2 separate regions of the Rattus norvegicus genome follow, and region 2 is linked to region 1. A link is a contact called in public Hi-C data. All regions are on one chromosome and are shown on one strand. Each heading gives the region's core, a stretch centred on a gene start, on an enhancer-like site or on the middle of the called end of the contact. The rest is flanking DNA. Distances are from core to core; before and after follow the strand shown. Region 1 has its middle 93 kb from the start of Kitlg. Region 2 holds the start of Kitlg (KIT ligand).

Region 1 (3,205 bases), core at 461-2,960:
CTTCAGTTTGGGTACTATGAGCAAGCCATTGTCACAGATGCTGTTTCTAATGTGTTGGATGCCACATCTAGACGAACAGCAGGAATCCTCTACTCTGCCTCATATGTTTGCATTGCAATTAAGCTTGTAAATTTCCTCATCTGTTTTCAGTAATACAGCTTCAACCATGCCTGCAATCCTAAAATTACAGATTTTATGCTTGCCCTTTTTATTCCTCGTTGGAACAGAAGCAAAACTACCATAAAACAAAGCCCAGGACTCTTGGTTTGTCCATGAGTTTGAAATACTTTCCTTTCCTTCATATCTGCACATAGCTGTGGAACTCTGGTTTTTCTTTCTTTGTGACATCCACAGAGAGCCGCCCCTTTTATCCCTCTGCGGTGTGTAAATGAATACATTTTGAGTTTGCAACACAATCACAGATTCCTAGAAAGAGTTTGATTCGTATTCACATAAAGAAGTAAGTGTACTTAATTGATACCAATTATTGACTGATTGTCATTTTCTTCAAGGACGGTACTTTTAGCTCGTGAGGAGGAGCAGGCTAATCAGACCGCAGGATTGATTGCATCATTGTGCGGTGAATTTGTTGTCAATGAGTTTTGCTCCGCCCACCCCAGACATCTGCAAATATAGATGAATAAGCAGTTACTTGGTACTGTGGGACTCATCTTAAAACACAGTTTCAACTGCCACTTTGGTTCTCAATAGGATGCTTCCCAAGGATCAAAGGCCACTGCTTGCATCAGTTTATACGGATTACAACCCCATATCCCTCATAAGACACTGAACCAGTACTATCATGAATTATCATAGAAAATTTCTTATTTCCAATACTTATCTAAACGGACCATCTGTGGGCACAGATTTTGTTAGCTAGTATGTTTCAGAACAGCGTAAAGGAAACATGAATGAGTGACTGCATAAAGAACTGTGGCATCTCCTTTAATCCCCAAAGCAAAAATTAAAACCTTTATTTTTGTTCTAATAGGTTACAGAATTCAAATTCATACATATATGTCTCCTAATCTATTGTCTAAAAACTTTTCTTAGTGAAAAAAAGTGTTCTCTACATAGTAATCAGAAAAGAGGAAAAATATTGGCTACACAGAGCAAAAAGAAGTACAACAAAACAAAACAAAATTCCCCCTTAAAAAAAAAAAAGAATGAAAAACATTGCCTTACATAAGCTTAGGTGTTTTTATTCATTAGCATTTGTCAAGATTCCGTCTTTTACCACATCTTGGCAAGACCTTACAGGTTATTTTTAAATTTTCTCTCAACACAAGCTACTCCATTGTCTTCTTGTGGTTTTAAGAAGAATTGCCAGTGGGTGTGGTTAGCAGTGGTTAGATTGACAGAATTACTCATGGTATTTACTTGGGTTTTAATTGTGCTCAGACAGTGATCTGTTTTACACTTTGACAAGCCCCATATAGAACACAATATCTCAATACGCCTATTCATCCATTTATTCCTGAGATGCCCAGCGTTAACTGGTTTCACTATCTTAAATGCCTCAAATACCAAATGTTATATCCCTCGTATGTGATGTGATAACAGATTCTGTAACACGTTCCCCTAGAGTACTTCACAGTTCATATTTCTGGTTTAGTGCTGGTTCTCAAAATATACTATCACTCTTAGAGGAAGTGAAGTTATGAGCTATCCACAGCAGAGGACTTGGCAAAGCTGATGTCTGAGTCACCAATTCAAAACTGGGAGAACTGGTGAAAGTCATAGAACGCCTGAGTGTCAGTTCGTCCAGACGTGGTGTGTAATGAATCCATGCACTGACTTTTGCCAGCATTAGGTGGGGGGATGTTTATTAACCCACCTCATGCTGAGATAAATATGAATCATTTCTAGTATGACTATGAGGGTGCAGTGCTCCTCTTTTCTTTTAACCAGTCTGAGAGAGAGAGTTTCTGCCTATCTGTCTGTGTGTGTGTTGGTGTCTGTCTCTTTATGTATATCAGTGTCTGTATGTCTCTGTATGTGTCTGTCAGTGTCTGTCCGTCTTTCTGTGTGTCAGTGTCTGTCTCTGTGTTTCGGTGTCTGTCTGTCTCTTTCTGCCCCTGTCTTTGTCGCTCTGTGTGTGTGTGTGTGTGTGTGTGTGTGTGTGTGTGTGTGTGTGTCAGTGTCTCTCTATGTGCTGGTGTCTGTCTGTCTGTCTGTCTGTCTGTCTGTCTGTGTCAGTGTCTGTCTATCTATGTGTATCTGTCAGTCTTTGTTTCTCTGTCTTGGTGTCTGTCTATCTGTCTTGCTGTGTGTGCTGGTGTCTGTGTAAGTGTCTGTCTGTCTCTCTCTGTGTTTGTGTACATGCACACACGTGCACATGTGAAGATCGGAAGATAATCACGTGTCATTCCTTCCTTTTCTCTTTGTTCACGACTTTTCTCTTTGTTTTTCACTCTGTATGCCAGGCAAGCTAGCCCACGCCTTCTGGGAATTCTTCTGTTTCCTCCTCTTGTCTTGCCAAAGTAGGAGCTCTGGAGTTACAGAAGAGTGCCAGCTACGTCAGGGTAGCTACTGTCTGTTTTACGTAAGTTCTGAGGATTCAAACTCAGCACTTCATGCTTGCACAGTACTCAACCCACAGAACCACACACCCTTCCCACTTCTTTAGTCAATATATCTGTTCCCTCATTAGTAAATGCAATAAAGTGCTGTGATATGAAGTTAGACTGTGGGGTGGACTGCTTCCTACAACTAACATCAACCCTAGGCTAGTGACTGACTTTGTTATTCCTCAGTTTCCCCATCCATAACATGGCCATGATAGGATTTCCTCCACACAGTGATAACACAAAGATGAAATAATTTCATAAACATTAAGTACTTATAATAATCCACAATATAACAAGTCCTCTACATAAGTTAGCTAATACTTTTTATTATATATTGATAAAATGGTCCCCAAATATTAAAAAAAGATAGATTAGTAAATAAACAAAAGTTGTGAGGATCAATTTTTAGAACATTTTAGGTGTAAATATTTCATCAGAAAGCATGGTCTTAACCAAAGACAGATTGTCCCTTGTAGAATCCAGCTCTTCTACACAGCTCTACAGAACTGGTCGAATAGTGCCCAGTTATTTTCTTCTCTGTTTGCTCTCATAACCCATGCAAACACGTTTTAATAACTAGGTTGAAGTGTTCAGTCGCACCACAGTGTGTGGCACACGGCAAGCACTCACTGCAT
Region 2 (3,205 bases), core at 406-2,905, 93 kb before region 1:
AGCACCTCCAGGGTGACAGGCAGGCCATACTGCTTCCCTTATTCGTTTCTAAGCCAGGGAAAGGTGCTTTATTCTTGCTGTTTCCTAAAGGGTCGGATCCCAGGCTAGATATCTATTTAAAATAAGACGTCCTATGAGCAATTTAATAAATTACTGGCAGCACATTGATATCTTCATCTATGCTGAAAAAGAGCACAAACCCTCGAATCCCATCCCCTTCTACACATTTCAGAGATTTCAATCAACTATAGAATTGGGGGCGGGTGTGTGTGGGTGTGTGTGTGTGTGTGTGTGTGTGTGTGTGTGTGTGTGTGTGTGAAAGAGCAGCTTTACCCAACCTGCTGCGGATGACAGAACAAATTCGGAAAGGAAGAATCTTGAAGAGATAGCAACCACGAGGCTAAAAAGAACTGTAGAAGAGAACAAGATTACTACAGAGGCTCTTTCTACGCCCCCTCCGCCGTCAACGAAGAAAAGACATAATTGTACCCCCGGGCTGTGTTTTATGCATAAAGCGCAATTTAGAGACCCTGGACATTATCTCAATAACTATCCTTAGGAGATGCACATTTAAAAAAAAGAAGGAAGAAGAAGAAGAGGAGGAGGAGGAGGAGGAGGAGGAGGAGGAGGAGGAGGAGGAGGAGGAGGAGGAGGAGGAGGAGGAGGAGGAGAAGAAGAAGAAGAAGAAGAAGAAGAAGAAGAAGAAGAAGAAGAAGAAGAAGAAGAAGAAGAAGAAGAAGAAGAAGAAGAAGAAGAAGAAGAAGAAAGAAGAAAAGAACTTTTACTGTTTTGTAATGGAAGGGGGTGTCATGCAGTGTGGAAGTACTACTACTCCATCTAGAGCTTTCTGGAGGGCCCACCCAGAGCTGTGAACCCGGCCGACACCGCAGGCTGCCAAGTTTCCCCCGCCTGCTGGGCAGGTTCTGCACCCCGCCTGGCGCTGCCGCCTAGGAGTTCTGGGTTGGCTTCGCTCCAGCGGCTGCACCCGCGTCCGCACCGCGTCCCGCGCCCACCTGGGGACTGCACAGATAAATCTGACTGTGAGAGCGAGCGAGCGAGCGAGGGTAGCGCGTGGGAAGCTGTTTCATAATCTACCCGAATCCACAGGGAGAGACCTCCGGCCCCAAAAAAACAAGCCTTCCCCGTGATAACTCGAACCCCCAGGCCGAAGAGGGAAGCCTGCATCTGCGGTTTGCCACTGACAGCTTCAAACTTTGCAGCTGCGGCTGCAAACTTGCCACAGGCTCACTCTCAGCCCTGGCTCTCCCCAGCTCCCGGGCTCACCCCCGGGGCGGCGGCTCCGGCTCGCACACCACGCCTGCCTCTCCCACACCCTCCTGGCTCACCGGGCGGGCGCAGCCCCACATGGCCCGGTTGCCGGTCCCAGGGTGCGCCGGGCTCCCCGGGGCTCCGGGAGTGATTTTCTTGGAAAGCCTCCGAGCTCCTCCCGGGCGTGCCCTACTCACTTGTGTCTTCTTCATAAGGAAAGGCAGCGCTGCGATCCAGCCCAGGCAGCGGTGTGGCGACTCCGTTTAGCTGTTCTGGAGCTCCAGCATATTGCACGAGCAGCGGCTGCAGATAGTCCCAGCATTGGGTAGCTCGAGCGCAGCGCCCCGTCCTTGGCCGTTGCTTTCCCGCGGCACTCTCAGTCCCGGTGACAGACAGCAAATGAAGCCCGGGCTGCTGCGCCGCCAGCGCTTTTTATACAGAGCCCGCCCGCCCGCTCCGGACACGCCTCCTTCCCTTCCGGAGCCTCCGGGAGGCAAGCTGCGCGCTGAGCCTAGGCTGGGAGACCCGGGAGCGCGCTGAAGGGCGGGGATTGTCCCAGAGGTTGGACCGATCGAGCCTGGTGCGTCCCCTGTCTGGGTACTGGCCAGAGTCCATGAGGCACCGGGTGTCTCCGATGCCGCTGAACAACCTGCAGTAGCCGCCCGCGCCGCGCGCTGGGCTCCGAGAGTCCCAGCTCCTTAGCAGGCTCACCCAGTACTGTCCGGGGACCCGCGTTGTACTGTGCGCTCTGGAGAGGGTCCCAGCTCTGGAGCGGTGCGGCGGGGAGGACTTCACTTGGTTCTGAGCAAAGACTTTTCTTCTACCCCGCCTCGGGGAAATAGAACCAACAACAAAAAGTTTAATTACACTCCATGGTTTAGCCATTGTCTTAGCCAGTTTTTCTTTCCTTTTCTTTCTACTTCCCTTCCTTCCCTTCCTTCCTTTCCTTTTTCCTTTTGTTTCTCCTCTATTACTTTAGTGAGAAAATAATTGACTCAGAATCAAATATTACTGAGGGAGATGCAGTTTTCAACAGTTTACTACAGTACCTTTGGAAAACATAGGTCACTAAATGTATGGGTTCTCACAGCAAGGGTTTTGGAAGTTCCACTTTTAGGTTAGGAAAGTCTGTAAAATCGGAAAGAATGGAATGTTCATGGTAATAGCTCACACGCTTAAGCGATGTATCTTTTATTACATACTAGGTGTTGTGCAAGAACTATTCATGCATTATCTCTTTTCCATGGGCCTAGTGTGTAGAGCCTGGTGTGTGTTTCTATCCCTCCCCTCCCGTGTGTGTGTGTGTGTGTGTGTGTGTGTGTGTGTGTGTCCACGAGTGTGTGTGTCTTTTCCATTTTACAGATTAAGAAATAGCCCTAAGAGGTTAATTTCCCCAAATAGTCAAGTAGCAGAGTTCAAATCCAGATCCTACTGCCCTAAAAAAAATTAATTAATTAAAAATAATATATATATCGTTCTTGTTCCCAAAACCCTTCAACATTTTTACATGTAATTGAGGAATAATTTTTTTAAAAAGCAAAGCACTTTGTTATTTTTGTAAGAAATATATTAGCCTGAAACCCCCATCAGTAATTTTTTGGAACAAGCATACTGTCCAGTCATTCTTATAAGAGAGGACTATTCCAAATTTGCTTTGATTATTAATTAGCCCAGTTGCCATTGTTTAAAAAAAAAAGTTAATAAGCCAAAGTCACTGTGCTGCTTGCCTACCGGTGCTGAGAATTTAACACAGAATAAATGGTGTAAATCATCACACATTCATCTTAGTGTTGAGGGTCAAAAGTCCAAAATGGCTATTGTTGAAGGAAAACCAGCTGTTGCCAAGATTTGCATTCCTCCAGGCAAGCTGAGTGAGAGAATTCATTTCCTTGCCTTTCCCAGCTTTGAAGGCTGCCCAGGTTCCTACACTCACAGC

Evidence for each region. A called contact is a pair of places that touch in the nucleus more often than the background predicts.
Region 2: a Hi-C map of the A7r5 cell line shows a contact between it and region 1, with 2.0 times the contacts expected there. The contact joins the promoter of Kitlg here to the enhancer-like site in region 1. A contact is called at or near these places in 2 of 12 Hi-C or Micro-C datasets (the A7r5 cell line and mammary epithelial cells).

The regions. Positions count from the first base shown.
Region 1 is chr7:36,688,281-36,691,485 of GRCr8, reverse strand. No RefSeq gene overlaps it. Among named protein-coding and RNA genes, the nearest start is that of Kitlg, 93 kb to the left of the region's middle. Within about 2 kb of position 1,710, at least 22 of the 93 cell types and tissues checked have an H3K27ac peak or open chromatin away from gene starts, as enhancers often do. A contact at or near this core is called in the A7r5 cell line, where this site is marked.
Region 2 is chr7:36,781,110-36,784,314 of GRCr8, reverse strand. It overlaps Kitlg (KIT ligand), which reads right to left and starts at 1,655. Exons shown (of 10, transcript NM_021843.4): 1 at 1,467-1,655. The coding sequence starts at 1,481.